Regions from separate parts of the Triticum aestivum genome. Here region 2 is linked to region 1. The links are chromatin contacts, called in public Hi-C maps. All regions are on one chromosome and are shown on one strand. Each heading gives the region's core, a stretch centred on a gene start, on an enhancer-like site or on the middle of the called end of the contact. The rest is flanking DNA. Distances are from core to core; before and after follow the strand shown. Region 1 has its middle 76 kb from the start of LOC123122866. Region 2 holds the start of LOC123122867 (cytochrome b5).

What was found. A called contact is a pair of places that touch in the nucleus more often than the background predicts.
Region 2: a Hi-C map of leaf shows a contact between it and region 1, with 3 times the contacts expected there. The contact joins the promoter of LOC123122867 here to the enhancer-like site in region 1. A contact is called at or near these places in 4 of 5 Hi-C or Micro-C datasets (leaf and an unstated tissue) and 1 of 1 datasets of contacts at active chromatin or transcription factors (leaf).

What each region holds. Positions count from the first base shown.
Region 1 is chr5D:470,124,799-470,127,757 of IWGSC CS RefSeq v2.1, forward strand. No RefSeq gene overlaps it. Among protein-coding and RNA genes, the nearest start is that of LOC123122866, 76 kb to the left of the region's middle. Within about 2 kb of position 1,348, at least 8 of the 8 cell types and tissues checked have an H3K27ac peak or open chromatin away from gene starts, as enhancers often do. A contact at or near this core is called in leaf, where this site is marked.
Region 2 is chr5D:470,459,596-470,462,314 of IWGSC CS RefSeq v2.1, forward strand. LOC123122867 (cytochrome b5) reads left to right here and starts at 1,289. Exons shown (of 3, transcript XM_044543232.1): 1 at 1,289-1,578; 2 at 2,089-2,155; 3 at 2,248-2,719. The coding sequence starts at 1,492. The coding sequence ends at 2,501. It also overlaps the pseudogene LOC123120936.

The sequences.
Region 1 (2,959 bases), core at 98-2,597:
AGTTTTTTTTTGCAACAAACAAGGGAAAACTTTGTTTTTGCCACTCTAGAATTTGACATATCACTTTTTCCACTCACAGCTTTTGACAATTATCACAATTGCCATTCCGTGACAAAAGCAACAATTTTTTATTTCACTTTTGCCACTCTTAGATTTTGACAATGTATCATAATTGCCACTCTGAAAATTTTGCTTTTGCCACGGAATGACAATTGTGATAATTGTCAAAAGCTGAGAGTGGAAAAAGTGATATGTCAAATTCTAGAGTGGCATAAGCAAAGTGGGCAAAAGTTAGAGTGGCAGAAACAAAGTTTTCCCAACAAACAATGAGAAAAGTTTCACTTGCGTGTAAAAATTTCACGATGAAATCACATTTGTGGAACTCTGGACGCCTCAATTTTGTAATTTTGGTCCACACTTTCAGGAATGCGATTTCATCATGAAATTTTGCATGCGTGTAAAAAGCTACCCAATTTTTGCAGCAAAAAAGTAATTTGATTTTTTAGGTTTTACTGTTTTTACGAGCTCATTTGAGCTTTAGCTCAGATAGTCTCTATCTGTGTCCTGCAAGTAGTACCATCTCTGAGAGCAGGGCGTTTCGGTGCCCAGACTCATCTGCACCCGGTTAGAAAAAAATCATTAATTTAAAAAAATCAATTTTTTTGTGCAGTAGAAAATTTGATGCGTGAGGCCCGCTTCAAATTTCAAATCATTTGGACATCTTAGCAGCTCTCAGCAAAAAAAAAACAATCGGACCAAAACAGTACATGAATAGTAACTTTTTTACATACCCCCAATTTGTATTTTTTGCCGAGAACTCCTCAGATGTCCAAAGGATTTGAAAATGGGAGTGGACCTCACGCATCAAATTGTCTACCGCACAAAAAAATTTGGAATTTTTTAAAATTTTCTAGTATTTGTTTTGATTTTTTTCGTCAGCTCGGGTGCAAATGAGCTCGGGTGCAGAGATGAATTTTCACGTCTCTGGACCTTTTTCCTCTCAAGGCAGGAATGGATAAGACATCCGCAAGTAACCTCCATGCGCCTCCGCACCCCGCCAGCAAATAACTCGTGCTTTAGTCGGCTCCCTGGCCTTTTCCGGATGCCAAAGGCGTCGCCGTCCGCAGCGGACTTGATCGGCAGCAGCGAGCATCACGCATACATCGCAGATATTCTCACCGGTTATAGGTTTCTGGAAGCAGGGAGGAAGGGAAAAAAGACGGACGGACGGCCAGGTGCGAGATGCCGCCGTCGCGTCGCCGAATTCGCGCCCCCTGCGACCACGGTACACGGATAGAAGAGGCAGGGCGGAGCACCACAGCATTAGTTTCGAGTTCCGACCCGATGAACGCAAGATGGACACCGCGACCGACCGATGTCGCGAGGCAGCAGGCAGCGTCCCTTTCTTTCTGTCTCGTCTGGACTCGCTGTCCCGTGGCGTGCCCTCATCCGGGCCCCTCCCAGCTTGGCCCTTATCAGCGATGCACGCTCAAATGTCCATCATCCGCGGATGAGATGTATATCATCACTGTTGCTGGTGGTGGTTTGATTACCACTTTTCACGGCACCATCCCATCCGCGGATATTGGGCGTTAATTCATTCCACTCACATGGTTTTGTCGTGGACGTACGCGATATGCTGATTTCCATCCGCGGGATGTTAATTAATTCCTCCAGGCTCTTTTCCATGGCATTTTTGTCACTGCAGAGTTATGTTTGAAAAAAAAAATTGTCACTGCAGAGTTCTTGTGCTTAGAGCACCCTAAAAAACCATGGAGGGCCAGGCGCAGGGCAACGCATTATTGCTAGTACGGAGATGGAAGTCGGGGCAAACCTGGACCCGACCCCGAGCTCTCCTACTAGCGCACCGGCGGCGGCCACTCTGGCCCCGTCGGCCACTCCACCGCTGGCCCGCAGCCCAGCCGCCATGCTGCCACCGCCTCCCCCCTCGCTGCCCGTGGGCTTTAAGCCGGTGGTCGTCCCGCCGCCATCCCCGCCGTCTTTCCCATCAGATCTGGATCGGGACCTCCTGCTTCCGACGCCGACGACAACACCGGACTGCCCAGCTCCGGCGCCGGCCACTGCGACGCCGACGCCCCCCATGCCCGCGGCAGCTGGTGGCTGCCCCGCTCCGGCGACGGCGGTTGCTGCTGCCGACAACCCCATGGTGGCTCCATCCCTCCTCCAACCGGCTGCGTCCCGGAGCTCGCGTCCGTCTTCATCGAGCTCGCTCCCCTCCGAGCCAGCGCCCGTGGACCCTCTAGCACCGTCGTTCGCCGCCGCTGCACTAGTCGCGGCTGCACTTGCTTGTTGCAGATCGGACCCGGCCATAGGAGGGCGGAAGGCTCGTTCCCAGGAGGGCCTGGATCCCTTTGCTTCGCCGCCTGCTGGACGACCTTACCTGCCTGCCGGCCAACCTCCTGCACTCACTGCTCCTGCGCCGCGCGATGCTGCTGGAGGCGATCGCTCCGTCCCGCCCGTGCGCTCGGGTTGGGGGGATTGGCGTGGATGCTTCCATCGTGATGAGGCGACGACCGTTCTCGAGTGTGAGCTTGGGGGATGGCAGACTGTCTCGAAGGGGCGCCGCTCGCCGCCTCCTACAGTTTTTTGTCGCCCTTCCACCACTGTGCGGCGTTCCCCTCCGGCGTGGCTGAGAAACAGGTGTTTCCGGTGTCTCTGTCGAGGTCATCGCGCACACTCTTGCAGAGATCCAATCCGATGCACGGACTGCCTTCGATCTGGACACATCGCTCGCTTCTGTCGTGCTAAGAAGCCCGTCCACCAAGCTTCGCTGCTCCAATGTCATGCTCGATCGCCTGCATCCACCGGTGATGTCTCGATGATAGATGTGCAGTTCCGGTCTATCTCGGCTGAGCACGTCGGGTTGGTGGAGGAGACCAAGATGCTTCGCACTGAGCTTCACGACTGCCTTGCACGCGTCAACAGTGTTTTGGGGAGG
Region 2 (2,719 bases), core at 39-2,538, 330 kb after region 1:
GGTCTCGGCGATGGATGTATGATGATGAACGCGCGTAGAGAGGTGGCGTTGTCTGGTGCCGTGGTGGCATCGATGGCATGCCTGACAATGTCGATGTGTCAGTACCTGTTCTGGAGATGGATCGGTGGAAGACGACGGCGGCTACATCTGAGAGTGCGTCGGACCAGTGTGTGTCTCACATCGGGCAATGGCTTGGTTGGGCCCCCGGTTTTAGATGTTAGACCTTAGTGTGATGTCTGTTTAGTTTCGGATCGGACAATCGGCACCCCTTCTCAAGTGGATAGGAGTAGTGGCAAATGTTGCCAAGATCATGGCTTCAGACTTATTGATTATTACTTTATAAGGTCTTTATGAATAATTAATAAAATGGTTGCATGCAGCGTCCAGATGCAGAGGCCGGGGGTCTTCCTCCTTTAAAAAAAACAAATATAAGATATTTTGGATATCGTCACCCTGACAAACCTCAGTCTCTATCCACCACTGGGTCGATGGTACCAAGACTATCTTGTGGTCGACGATAGAGATACCACTGAAAGGGGTTGTGAAAACACGCAGATCTAGGGGGCGCTTTGCGAATGTTTCAAGACGTGTGTGCGACGCGTGCCTATGGCGGAGGTCCTCGACGCAGAGTGAGCGGCAGCGCTAGGGTTGCCGTCGCAGGATCGGGCGGGCGCGCTTGCACGCGTCGTTCGTCTCCTACTCACGGCGCACGATTGGGAGAGGAGGGAGGAGGCGTTGGTGGCCTAGCGATGCGGAGGTGACCCAACATGGTGGGGGCTGCGCGAGCGGCTCCTCTTAAATACACACTGTTGATATAATTATGGTGGTTCCGTACATTTTACTCTTAAATATACACTTTTGCTTGTGATATGACAAGAAAATATTGTACTTTGTACCATGGTCATTTCCTCTTTTAATCATATCAATCAAGATTTATACTCCTCCGTTTCTAATTATAAGTCTTTTTAAAGACTCCATCATGGACTACATGTGGATGTATATAAATATATTTTAGAGCGTAGATTCATACATTTCGCATTTTATGTAGTCCATAGTGGAATCTTTAAAACGACTTATATTTAGGAACGGGGGAATGTGTTTTTTATTGTATGTACGATTGAACACCAATCTGTTCTTTTTTTTTCTAGCAAACATCCCTCTGTTCCTGCCCATCAGACAAAAAAAAACTACCTCTGCGGGATATGGGCCATCAATTTGGCGGGGTTGCTGGCGGGCTGTGACGACCCATTATCCTAGGCCCACGAGGCCTAAACCCAACCCCCAACTCCCCGAAATCCCCACCCAAGGCAGTTCTTCTTTCTCTGCAAGGCAAGCGGCGGCAGATTGAAGAACAGATACCTGGTCCAGAATCCAGATACCCACCCTCCTTCTTCCTCTGCAAGCCGGGGCAGATTCACCCACTCTGTACAGCAGTATTCCCTCGCCCCCGCCCTCGCCCCCCGCCGATCGGACTGGGAAAGCGAGAGCGGGATGCCGACGCTGACGAAGCTGTACAGCATGAAGGAGGCCGCCCTCCACAACACCCCCGAGGACTGCTGGATCGTCGTCGACGGCAAGGTAGCGCCGCCGCTAGCGCCCCCCTCGTACCCCTCGCTGCCGATCTGGCTTCAGCAATAGTGCCCGTAACATCGGTAGGTAGGTTGGTAGGTAGGTAAGGTGTATGGACGCGCTTCGTCGTTGCTAGTTGGGCTTCGACCCCCGCCCGTAGCCTGTTCGACCGAATGCCTGGGAGATCCCGCGCTCGCTTTGTTAGTGAGAAGGCTGCAGGAATCGAGACCGAACGTCTCTGCGAGTGGCGTGGCCTGCTAGTCTAGGCACCAATACTGGGTGGTGGCAATGCAAGGTTTAATCCTCATGGTCGTGGGACAGTTGTGCTGGGGTATCTTATTTGTGGAGGTTGCTTTCCTCTGTTGAAAGCAACCACGGCAGATGCCTCTGTTGAGGGCTTTGGAACAAATAGAATTTGTGTCAGCAGAGAGTAGATAGGCATTACAATACTACTTGGCAATATGTTCCCCTACTCTGATTGTGTGGCGAGCTCATGTCCTGTTGATGAATACAATGCAGATTTATGATGTGACCGCGTATTTGGATGACCATCCTGGGGGTGCTGATGTTCTGCTTGCCGTGACTGGTACTGCTTCTCTCCTCCTGTTTTCATGTTCTTTTTCAACGCATTTTATTTTCTCTTAGGCTGTCTGCTCATGTATGATAATACGTTTGAAGGTATGGATGGCACCGAGGAATTTGAAGATGCGGGCCACAGCAAGGATGCCAAGGAGTTAATGAAGGATTACTTCATTGGGGAATTGGACTTGGACGAAACACCTGACATGCCTGAGATGGAGGTTTTCAGGAAAGAGCAGGACAAGGACTTCGCCAGCAAGCTGGCGGCTTACGCTGTGCAGTACTGGGCCATTCCGGTAGCAGCAGTCGGGATATCAGCCGTGGTTGCCATATTGTATGCACGAAGGAAGTGATGACTGGTTATAGGTTGATTGAAGAACCATTTTGGGGTAACCAACACATTTATAGCTGGTTATGGATGGAGAGATTATGTACTTCTGTCCAAAGGGGAAGACATTGAGCCCTTAGGTACTTGAGTCAAATATTTGTCCACAAAATTGGTGGTACTATTTTATCAATATGTCATTCTATGGATGGATTCATTTCAAGACCTGAACCATGTGTGTGATGT